3 separate regions of the Sus scrofa genome follow, and regions 1 and 2 are each linked to region 3. A link is a contact called in public HiChIP or PLAC-seq data. All regions are on one chromosome and are shown on one strand. The core of a region is the stretch at or near the end of the contact, and the rest is flanking DNA. Distances in the headings are between cores, read along the strand shown. Region 1 holds the start of PIGU (phosphatidylinositol glycan anchor biosynthesis class U). Region 2 holds the start of TRPC4AP (short transient receptor potential channel 4-associated protein). Region 3 holds the start of NCOA6 (nuclear receptor coactivator 6).

What was found. HiChIP or PLAC-seq counts read pairs in DNA pulled down with a chosen protein or histone mark.
Region 1: an H3K27ac HiChIP or PLAC-seq map of alveolar macrophages shows a contact between it and region 3. The contact joins the promoter of PIGU here to the promoter of NCOA6 in region 3. A contact is called at or near these places in 1 of 47 Hi-C or Micro-C datasets (liver) and 1 of 2 datasets of contacts at active chromatin or transcription factors (alveolar macrophages).
Region 2: an H3K27ac HiChIP or PLAC-seq map of alveolar macrophages shows a contact between it and region 3. The contact joins the promoter of TRPC4AP here to the promoter of NCOA6 in region 3. A contact is called at or near these places in 1 of 5 promoter capture datasets (liver), 2 of 47 Hi-C or Micro-C datasets (liver and skeletal muscle) and 2 of 2 datasets of contacts at active chromatin or transcription factors (alveolar macrophages and skeletal muscle).

What each region holds. Positions count from the first base shown.
Region 1 is chr17:38,078,927-38,082,349 of Sscrofa11.1, reverse strand. It overlaps PIGU (phosphatidylinositol glycan anchor biosynthesis class U), which reads left to right and starts at 1,288. Exons shown (of 12, transcript NM_001185136.1): 1 at 1,288-1,417. The coding sequence starts at 1,288.
Region 2 is chr17:38,466,987-38,470,040 of Sscrofa11.1, reverse strand. TRPC4AP (short transient receptor potential channel 4-associated protein) reads left to right here and starts at 1,751. Exons shown (of 19, transcript XM_003359957.4): 1 at 1,751-2,008. The coding sequence starts at 1,841.
Region 3 is chr17:38,220,454-38,223,945 of Sscrofa11.1, reverse strand. It overlaps NCOA6 (nuclear receptor coactivator 6), which reads left to right and starts at 2,042. Exons shown (of 16, transcript XM_021078293.1): 1 at 2,042-2,248.

The DNA.
Region 1 (3,423 bases), core at 39-2,538, 140 kb after region 3:
AAACATTCCCATTGATTGGGATTTCAAACTATCAAACTTAAGTCACTAAACATGATTTGGGAAGGCAAGGGCAGAAGTATACCATTATACAGTATTTGCCATAGTGATATAGCAGTGGTAAATAACCTCAAGAGCACAGATAAAACAAGAGTGTAGTAAAATACTTAGCAAGGGATGTTTTGAGTATTTATTACCTTGTTGTTTACACAACTTATTGAATTGTAGGTTTGTATAAGTTAATTTTTGATAATAGCTGAGTTTATTTTTATTTAATTTCAAAAAAGTATTATTAGGAGTACAGTTGATTTACAATGTTGTGTTAGTTTCAGGCATACAGCAAAGTGAATCATTTACACATATAAACACTTTCATTCTTAGATACTTTTTTTTTTTTTTTTAATTTTATGGCTGTACCCGAGGCATATGGAAGCTCCTGGGGAGGGGGATACTGAATCCCAGCCACAGCCGCGGCAATTCAGGATCCTTAATCCACTGAGCAGGGTTGGGGATGGAACCAGCAACACCACAAAGATAAGCCAGATCATTAATCAACTTCTCTTTAACCAACTTTGCCACAGCAGGAACTCCCTTTTTGGTTTATAAAGGAACCTCCATACTATTCTCCATAGTGGCTGTACTAATTTACAGTAATGTCTGTGTTTAAAAGCGGCTGGCAAAATTTCTAAGCATTCTTCAATGGTTTCTAGCTCACTCACAAGGAGCCAAAAACGAGTGCATTTTTAAGGTGAGGGACCTGAGGCACAGAAAAGTTCGGCAACTTGTTCAAGGCCGCAGAGCTAATAAATCTCTGTAATACTCCACAATGTATCCTCAGAACCCATATAGTTGACATTCTACAAATAAGTATGTAGTAAATCAACGAATACATATTTAATACTCTTTGAAAACATAAAAAAGGAAACATTTTAACACTAAAAACATACACACAAGAGTGAAATGAACGTTTCTTTAAAACTCGCTCAACAATTCCAGGATGGTAACTGTCTTCACGTGTCTCCTTTCAGCAGCACCTCAGTGCTATTACAATTCACCTGCTATAGTGGGAGACCTCGCCCAACCCTTTGCTATAAGCTTGAGGCGCCCCGCTTTCCGTCGCCACGCCCTACTTCGCCGCAAGGCCTCCTGGGAGTGGTAGTTCCCAGTTTGGGAGTTTCGTGGGCAGCCGCGAGGCGCGCTGACCCGCAGAACTACAGAGGGCGGTGCACAGACCGCGAGGCTCTTCCGCCTCGCCTTTCCCCTCCTGCCTGCGCGCCCGCCCCAGCTATCATGGCGGCTCCCTTGGCCTTGGTGCTGGTGGTGGCAGTGACTGTGCGGGCAGCCTTGTTTCGCTCCAGTCTGGCCGAGTTCATCTCGGAGCGGGTGGAGGTGGTGTCCCCACTGAGCTCTTGGAAGAGAGGTGAGGCCACCGGCTCGAGTAGGCGTCCAGGCCCCGCCTGTGCGCCTCTGGCCTCTGTGAATGGGAGGCGGGGGCAGTGGCCGCATGTTCAAGATTCTGAGGGAACTCACCAGTTATCGCGTCCTCGAGCGGGCGAGCGGGGCTGCTAAGGGCGGGGGGACGTTGGTTGGTGTGGTGAGGTTGGGGCCGTAGGGGCTGGTCACCTGCGAGATGTAGATATGAGGGGGTGTGTCCCCCTCGGGTCCTGAGCTGAGGGGCGTGGTCTGAGGAAAGATCTGCTTGAGGAAGGGTCGGGATGAGAAAAGGGCGTGCTAAGTGGAGTGAGTTTTGGCGCGAGATCGCTTGTGCGTGGGTGTGTGTGTGTGTGTGGGGGGGGTGCCCCTGAGGGGACCATTCCTGCATAAGCGAGGAGAGTGTGTGAGTGCCCTTATAAACCTTGTCTCAGCCTGGGACTTGCAGTGCAGCTTCTCCTACTATATCTTATTTCTTTTAAGTTCTTCATCAAACATTGTTTTATACTGGAGCCCACAGAGAGCCAGTTTGGACTAAAGAGTCCACAGGCACTCTAATAAGGCAGACAAACAGATATAGTCATTTATGAAAAGTGTACTTCCTGGAGTTCCCATTGTGGCTCAGTGGATAACAACCCAGGTAGTATCCATTAGGAGGGCTCAGGTTCAACACCTGGCCCTCTCTCAGCGGATTAAAGATCCCTCGTTGCTGTGAGGTGCATTGCAGATCGCAGATGTGGCTTGGATATATCTAGTGTTGTTGTGGCTGTGGTGTAGGCCCACAGCTGCAGCTCTGATTTGACCCCTAGCCTGGGAACTTCATATGCAGCAGGTGTGGCCCTAAAAAAAAAAAAAGAAAAAAGAAAGAAAAGTGTACTTCCTGTGTGCCTCCAGTTCCTTCCTTGGAGTTCTGACCCTGAAGAAAGTGTCCTCTCCTTTTCCAGTTTAAGGAATGTGGGATTTGAGCTAACTCTTGAAGGATGTAGAGTGTGAAAAGGGAGATTAGAGGAAGCGGAGTTTCAGGTAGAAGGTTGTCAGGATCAAGACATGTTGAAAGATGTGAAATGCCCAAAGTAGGGGAGTAATGAGGTGGGTGTAAGGTGAAGGCCAGAATTTGAAGATTTTTTTTTCAAAAAACTTTCTTACTGGAATTCCCTGGTGGCACAGCGGGTTAAGGATCTCCTGTTGTTACTGCTGTGGCTGCAGATTTGATCTCTTGCTGGGGAACTTCTGCGGAATGCTGTGGTCATGGACAAGAAAATAAATAAACTTTTCTTACTGAAGTACAATATACAGACAGTGCACATAATAATAAGTGTATAGCTTAAATAATTTACTATACTCATGTAGCCAGCTTGCAGTTCAAGAAACAGAACATTACCAGCAGCCCAGAAATCCCCTTCATGTCCTTGAACTTTTTTTTTGCTAGGTAAAATCTATTTATTTCTCTAGATGTATTTTCTTTTTTTTTTAGTTTGTATGATTTTTGTTTTTTTCATTATAGTTGATTTACAGTGTTCTGTCAATTTCTCCTGTACAGCAAAGTGAACCAGTCATACGTGTATTTATATATTCTTTTTCTCACATTATCCTCCATCATGTTCCATCACAAGGGACTAGATATAGTTTCCTCTGCTATCCAGCAGGATCTCATTGCTTATCCACTCCAAATGCAATAGTTTGCATCATGTCCTCAAACTTCAAATGCTAGAGTTTTTGATGTTATCCCATTGACATTTTGGAATGGGGAGTCGTGTAATGAATGGCTGTTTTATGAATAATTAGAGCTAACTTTTCTAAAAATACTTCCGGAGACTGGTAAGCCTCATTTTATTCTCCAGTTATTCTTGTATTAGATGGCATTATCTTCCTTATTTTACAGATGAAGAAACTGAGATTTGGTGAAGTTAAGTAGTTTGCCCAGGTTCCAGCTGATAAGTGGTAAAAAGGTAGTTGTAGTTCATATGTGTGATGGTAAGAGTTTAGACTTTATAT
Region 2 (3,054 bases), core at 502-3,001, 250 kb before region 3:
AGGAATGCTAATTTTATATAGATATTAGGGAAGGTCTCTCCTTGAATAGAAAGAAACCTGCAGTATGGGAGGTAGCAAGCCATTCAGAGAGAGCTTCCGAGGGATGAGAACCTTCAGGCAGAGGGCATAGTAAGTTCTTCATACATTCTGGATATTGACTGTTTCTCAGAATATCACTTGCCTTGTATGGTTGTTTATAGTGTCTTGTACAGAAAGTTTTAACATTTTTAAGGACCAGACTTGTCAATCTTTTTCTATTCATGACTTCTGGATTTTATGATTGAGAAGAATTTTCTACCCCCAAATCATGAAAGTATTCCCACATATTCACTTCTACTATTTTTATACTTGGATTTTTAACATCTCATATAATTTGCATATCATAATTTTATGAGGTATAATTGACATATCATAAAATTCACTCATTTTGAGTGTACAATCCAATGATTTTTAGTCAAATAAGGGATGTATCACCATTACCACAAACCAGCTTTAGAACTATATTTTGATTTTGTTATATGTAACTTAATATGTCTGAGATTCATTTTAGCTTTTGCTGTAAAGTTTAAGACCTAAATTTTTTTTTCTTTCCCCATTGATTTGAAATGTCTCCCTTACCACATGCTAAAGTTCCAAGTATATCTGGATCTGGTCCCTGGTCTCCCTGTCTTGGGGTCACAAATAGGGTTTTACTTGGCCTATGGAGTTTTCAGAACTGGGTAATTTCACATCAAAACCCAGCTTTTTGGCTGTTCTGGAAAAACTAGACGATTCAGCAACAATCTGCAGGAGAGGGTAGAGATCACTCCTTTTGATGGGCCTGAGGATGGTGACCACAATCCCAGTGTGCCAGGAACAATCCCTATATATGCCTGCTGTCCTGTTGTAATTGTTAGCAGCATCCTTTCATTCTTAAATATGTTCTGATTTGAGCAATAAACTATGCGGCACAATCTCCACCATTCCTTATTGCATCACACCCAGCATTCCTCTTTCATTTATTTTACATGATCCCCTCCCAGGAAGAAAAAAGGAGAGGAGAGGACGAGATCCTGCCACAGAAATTTGCCAAAAAAAATGATTACGTTGGTTCGGAGTAGAGAGAACATACCGTCCTGTGTGGAGAAATTACGACGTTTCCTCTGACAGAGAATATGATGTCACAATTTACCAATCCTTTCCCCTTCCATTATTTCATTTAACTTCACGACAATCTAGTTACACATCTTACCCAGTTTGTTACTGTGTATTTGCATATGGATTTGCTGACCTCCCCTGTAACTTGCATTTGAAAACAGGGACTTTGTTCTGCTCAGCACTGTTTTCCCAAGGACTGTTCGGTACTGATAGAGCGGGCCCCAAGGAACTATTTACTGGCTGAACAGACTCCCAGGAACTATCGACTGAATGAACTAACAAGAAACTGAGGCTCAGGTCCGTGGCGAGTCAAGGGTAGAGAAAGAGGCAAGCAGGAATCACATCAGGCGGCCAGATTCCTGGTCTGGAACCCAGGATCTTCTAGCTAGTTGGCTATAACCTCCCCAAATAGGCAAGAAATGGGAGAGTGCGCACGCAGAGACTTGTCTTCGACGTCAGAGGACCTCGCCAAAATGCTGGGCCAGAGAAACAAGTGGCGCAGGGGACGCCAGGCTCTCTCGCACCTGCCCGCCTCAGATCAAGACTACAGTTCCCAGCAGCCCCCGCGGGGCTCACGGCTCTGCCACGCGGCTTGCGCCTCCGCCGTCAGCCCAGTGGGGGCGCTGCGGCGACCCCTCCGCCGCCCCGTAGAAATCTCCGCGGCCCCGGGGCCGCTTGCTTCCTGTTTGTCGGACGAGGAGACATGGCGGCGGCGCCGGCGGCTGCTGGATCTGGGGCCGGCCGGGCGCGACGGGCGGCGGCAACGGTGGCGGCTTGGGGCGGATGGGGCGGCCGGCCGCGGCCTGGTAACATTCTGTTGCAGCTGCGGCAGGGCCAGCTGACCGGCCGGGGCCTGGTCCGGGCGGTGCAGGTAGGAAGTCGGCCCGGAGGGGCGGGGCGGGGTGGACCGGGCGGGAGCTGGCCGAGGGCCGGCGAAGAGGCCTTTCCAGGCCGCCGCAGTACGGGCCCGACCCCTCTTGGCCGGCCGTTGGGCCTTTCTGTGGGCTCTCCGGACGCTGTCAGCCGCGGCAGGACAGTGAGTGGGCAGTGGCAGGCTAGAGGACCTGTGTTAGGGGCTGAGCAAGGCTGAGCTGCATCAGGCATTGATGGCGTGTACGAGTCCGGGGCCCAGCTCCTGGATCCTCCCTTCCTTGCGCCACGTCTGCACGTCTGGAGGACCCTGAGCGAGTTTGCTTTAGCCTCTATGGTCCTTGAGTTTCTCCCCCATGAATTGGGCGGTGGGTCATCACTGCAGCTCCTAAAAGGATCTCAGCTCCTAAAAGGTTCTCTCCTAAAATGTCATTCAGAGAGGCCTTTCCTTGACATAACCCCCCACCCCCACCCCAGAGTAGGTTCCCATTGTTATTCAGTTACAGACCTGAATTCGTTTTGTTCACATTACTTTCTCAGTCTGTAATTACATATTTCTTTGTTGTCTACTTTTTTTCTCGCCTGTATTCCACATTAAGCTGAGCTCCAGCGGGTGCAGGGACTGTATCTGTTTTGCCGGTGTAGAGCGTCATGGTTAAGAGCTAGGGCTGTAGAGTAAGGCCTGGATTCAGAATCCTGCTTTTTCTTGCTTGGTCAAATTACTTTTCTGTGCCTCAGTTTCCTTATTTGTAAAATGGAGATGATAATTAGTAAGCTACCTGTTAAGGTGTTGTGAAGATAAAAGACAATCGTGTAAAAGGTTAAATACATTTCTGGTGCATAATAAGAAACTGAAGGGTAATCAGTTAATATTAATGCTATACTTGGTATCTGGCTTATAATATGTGCTCAATATATGATTAGTCTGTCTGTCTTTCTTTCTTCCTTTCTTTCTTTTTCTTTTTTTTTTTGAGTGAATGAAGAACACTGCTTTAGGGTAAAGCAGGGTGAATTAAGACCTAGGCCGCTCGCCCTTTCCCCTCCCCC
Region 3 (3,492 bases), core at 793-3,292:
CCTAGGCTCTTGTACAAATCCTTTCGATGTTAATTTCACGGGCTCAAGTATCTGAAGTGCCCTCCTTTGGCTGCCTATGTTTTTCATTATCTTTCTCCACACTTTTGGGGATTCACACACAACAAATATTTATTGAGCATCTCCTTTGTGCCAGGCACTTTGCTATATCATGAGGAAACAGCAGTAAATAAGATATATAGTCTTCCTCCTAATTTGGTCCACAGCCTCGTGAAGACAGGCAATAAACAACCCAGTAATCCTACTGAGGGCAAGGGGAACCTGTCTGGGGAGTTCTCAGGGAAGGTGTACTTGGCGTAGTGATGTTTGAACTAGGATCTGAGGCTGATGAATTATCCAAGGAGGGGGGATATTTCAGGTGGAAGAATCAGTATGTGCAAGGTCCTGAGAAGAGAGGAAGTACAATGTGTGAAGGTCAGTGTAGTTTCAGCCACTCCAGAGAGGGGAAGAGGGCCTGAGAGAAGTCTGGAGATGTGGGAAGGGCAAAAGTGAGACAGATATTTGGTCTTTATCTTTCTTTTTTTTTCTTTTTACGGCTGCACTGCATTCTGAAGTTCCCAGGCTAGGGGTCAAATTGGAGCTGCAGCTGCCGGCCTGTATCACAGCCACAGCAACACCAGATAGCCACATATGCGACCTACATCACAGCTTGCAGCAATGCTAGATCCTTAACCCACTGAGCAAGGTAAGGAGTTGAACCCACATCCTTATGAATGCTATGTAGAGTTCTCAGCCCTCTGAGCCACAATGGGAACTACTATTCAGCCTTTATCTTTTGGAAGTTCCCAGGCCAGGGATCGCACCCACACCACAGCAGCAACCCAAGCCACTGCAGTGACAACGCTGGATCCTTAACCTGCTGCGCCACAAAAGAACTCCCATTTGGCCTTTATCTTAAGAGCAGTGTGGAGCCATCACATAGTTTTTTTTTTTTTTTTTTTTTTTTTGCTTTTGCTTTTTTTAGGGCCACACTTGCAGCATAGGGAAGTTCCCAAGCTAGGGGTCGAACCAGAGCTACAGATGCCAGCCTAAGCCACAGCTATAGCAATGCAGGATCCTTAACACACGGAAGGAGGCCAGGGATGGAATCTGCATCATCATGGAGCCTAGTTGGGTTCCTTAACCGCTGAGCCATGAAGGGAACTCCCCATCAAACAGTTTTAAATACAGGAGAGGCATGATCAGATTTCTTAGAAACATTACTCTAACAGGAGGGTGGAAAAGAGATCGAAGGGGAGCTAAGGAGAACATGAAAAGGCCTTAGATGGCTACTTCACCAGTCCGGGCACACACAGAGTGTGTGCTCAATAAATATTTGTGGAATGAAAGGATTCTTTTTCTTAGATAAGACTAGTGTGCCTGAGCTGTGCAATCTAATATGATGCTTGTAACAGACCTTTAATTTCCATTTTATAGATGAGAAAGCTGAGTTCAGAGGCAGAGAAAATCACATAGCTATCGAGTGAAAGCCAGATCCGAATGCAGGCCTATGACAGACATCAGTGCTGGGTAGGCCTTCCTACAGTTGTGGAGAGGGGAGGGGGCCACACTCCCTTGTACCTTCAGAGCTTGGTAGGGCAACTGTGATGGGAGAAAGTAGAGAGGGACTTACAAGCAAATAATAAAGGCTAAAGTTTATCATCATTAACGTTATTACATACTATGTGTCAGGCACTGTGTCAAGCGCTTTCCATGCCTTCCTTCATTTCCTCTTTGCAAACACTATTATTATCTGTATATTTCATGTGCATAGATCGAGGCTTATGGAGAGTTGACCTGCCCAAGGACATTCAGCCAGAGGGCTCTTATAGGATTGTGCAGTGACTGCAAAGTGGAGGCAGAAGCCACTGACGACACTACCTCGTCGAGATACAAAACCAGCAGATCGCCACACTAAGCTCTATACCGAAGTGAGCGGGCGCGCGCTACCTCGCGCACTCGGAGACGTTTGGTCACGTGGCCAATTCCCCGCCCCTAGTCCGCCCCGCCCTCTCCCGCGCTCCCTCCCTCTCTCCCTCCCTCCCCCTCCCTCCCCGGCCCGGTCCGGCCCATCCCCCTCCCCGCCGGCTCCCTGAGGCCCAGCCGGGTCGGGCTGCGGGCGGCCGGGAGCCGACGGCCAGATAGACCCGCGCAGGCGAGGACGGACGGACGGACACACGGAGGGCCGCGGGCATCCACGGCCCGGGCCGGTGCTCCGAGGCCCGCCCGGGAGGGCTGGGGCCGCGCTCAGGTGAGGTGACGGCGACGCGGGCCCGTAAGGGGTGGGCCCGCCGGGCGTCCCTGGTGCTGGCCCGGTTAGCTTCGTGGGAAGGAGGCGCCGCCCGGGCCCGGCGCGGGAAAATGGCGCCGGCCGACCGTGGAGCACGGCCCCTGTGCGGGCCCGGCCCGGAGCCGCCCCGCCTGCCTGCCCGCCGCGCTCGTGTCCCCGTCGCCATGTTGGGGAGCGGGCCCCGGGCCTACGGGCGGGGGCGCTGGAGGGAGCGGGGGGCTTGGGCGGGATGGGGAGGGTGCAGGACAAGGTGTCTGGGGCGCTCAGGGAGTGCTGAGCCGGCCAGGGTCTGCACCGGGTGGCGCTCCAGGCCCGAAGAACTGGCGGGAGCCGGACGTGGGGTCGTGGTCGGGGTCGCGGAGAAGGGACGTTGGGTCCAAACGGAGCTGGGGTCTGGATCACTGGGGCTAGGAGAGCAGGATCTGGAGCTGGTTTAGGCAGTGTTCATGATCCCAGGCAGGTAGGGCGCGGAGGGGCGTGGGATCTGAGCTCAGGCTGTCAGGGCTGGGACAGTTCTTTGGGGTTGTGATTAGAAATGGGGGCCCTTTAGGTACAGACGCTGGTATCAGATTGGGGGCAGTCTTCGGAGTCTCAGGGCAAGTCCGTATAACTCCCAGGGGGCTGAGGACATATTTGCCCTCAGGATCCTCCACTCCTCATTGGGAAGAGGAACAGAATAAAGTAAGGCTTTGATGAGGAAAAGAGAAAAGGGGGACTGAGGTTTGGATGCAGGAGCTGGCCAGCAAGAGATGCGGAATGAAAGTGGTTGGCCAGAAGAGTCTCCATCAACTTTGGGAGTTTGTGTGTGTCTTTAAAAGGAGGGACCAGGCTGTTTGTGGGCGGTGACCCAAGGTGTCTTCCCAGGAAGGGAACAGCCCACTGTTTTAAGAGCAGGGTCACCTGGGGAGGTCATCCGAAAGGTGTTAGTGAAGCCAGTAGGAATGGTGCAGAGGAATGAATGTATAGTTCTTAGATCATGTAAGGATTTCAGATCATGTAGTGATTTTAGCTGAGACAGAAAGGAAAACATGACTTCTAAAGATCTAAGCAGTTAATGGCAGAAGAGGTACTGGAACTTAGCCTGCTGCTGTCTCATTCAACACATTGTCTTAGAGGAATTTGCTAGCTGGGAGAAATTGTTAGGGAGTCAAGCATGGCAGCATATGTCAAAGAATCATTAAATAATTTATTTTGTTTTTGTAATG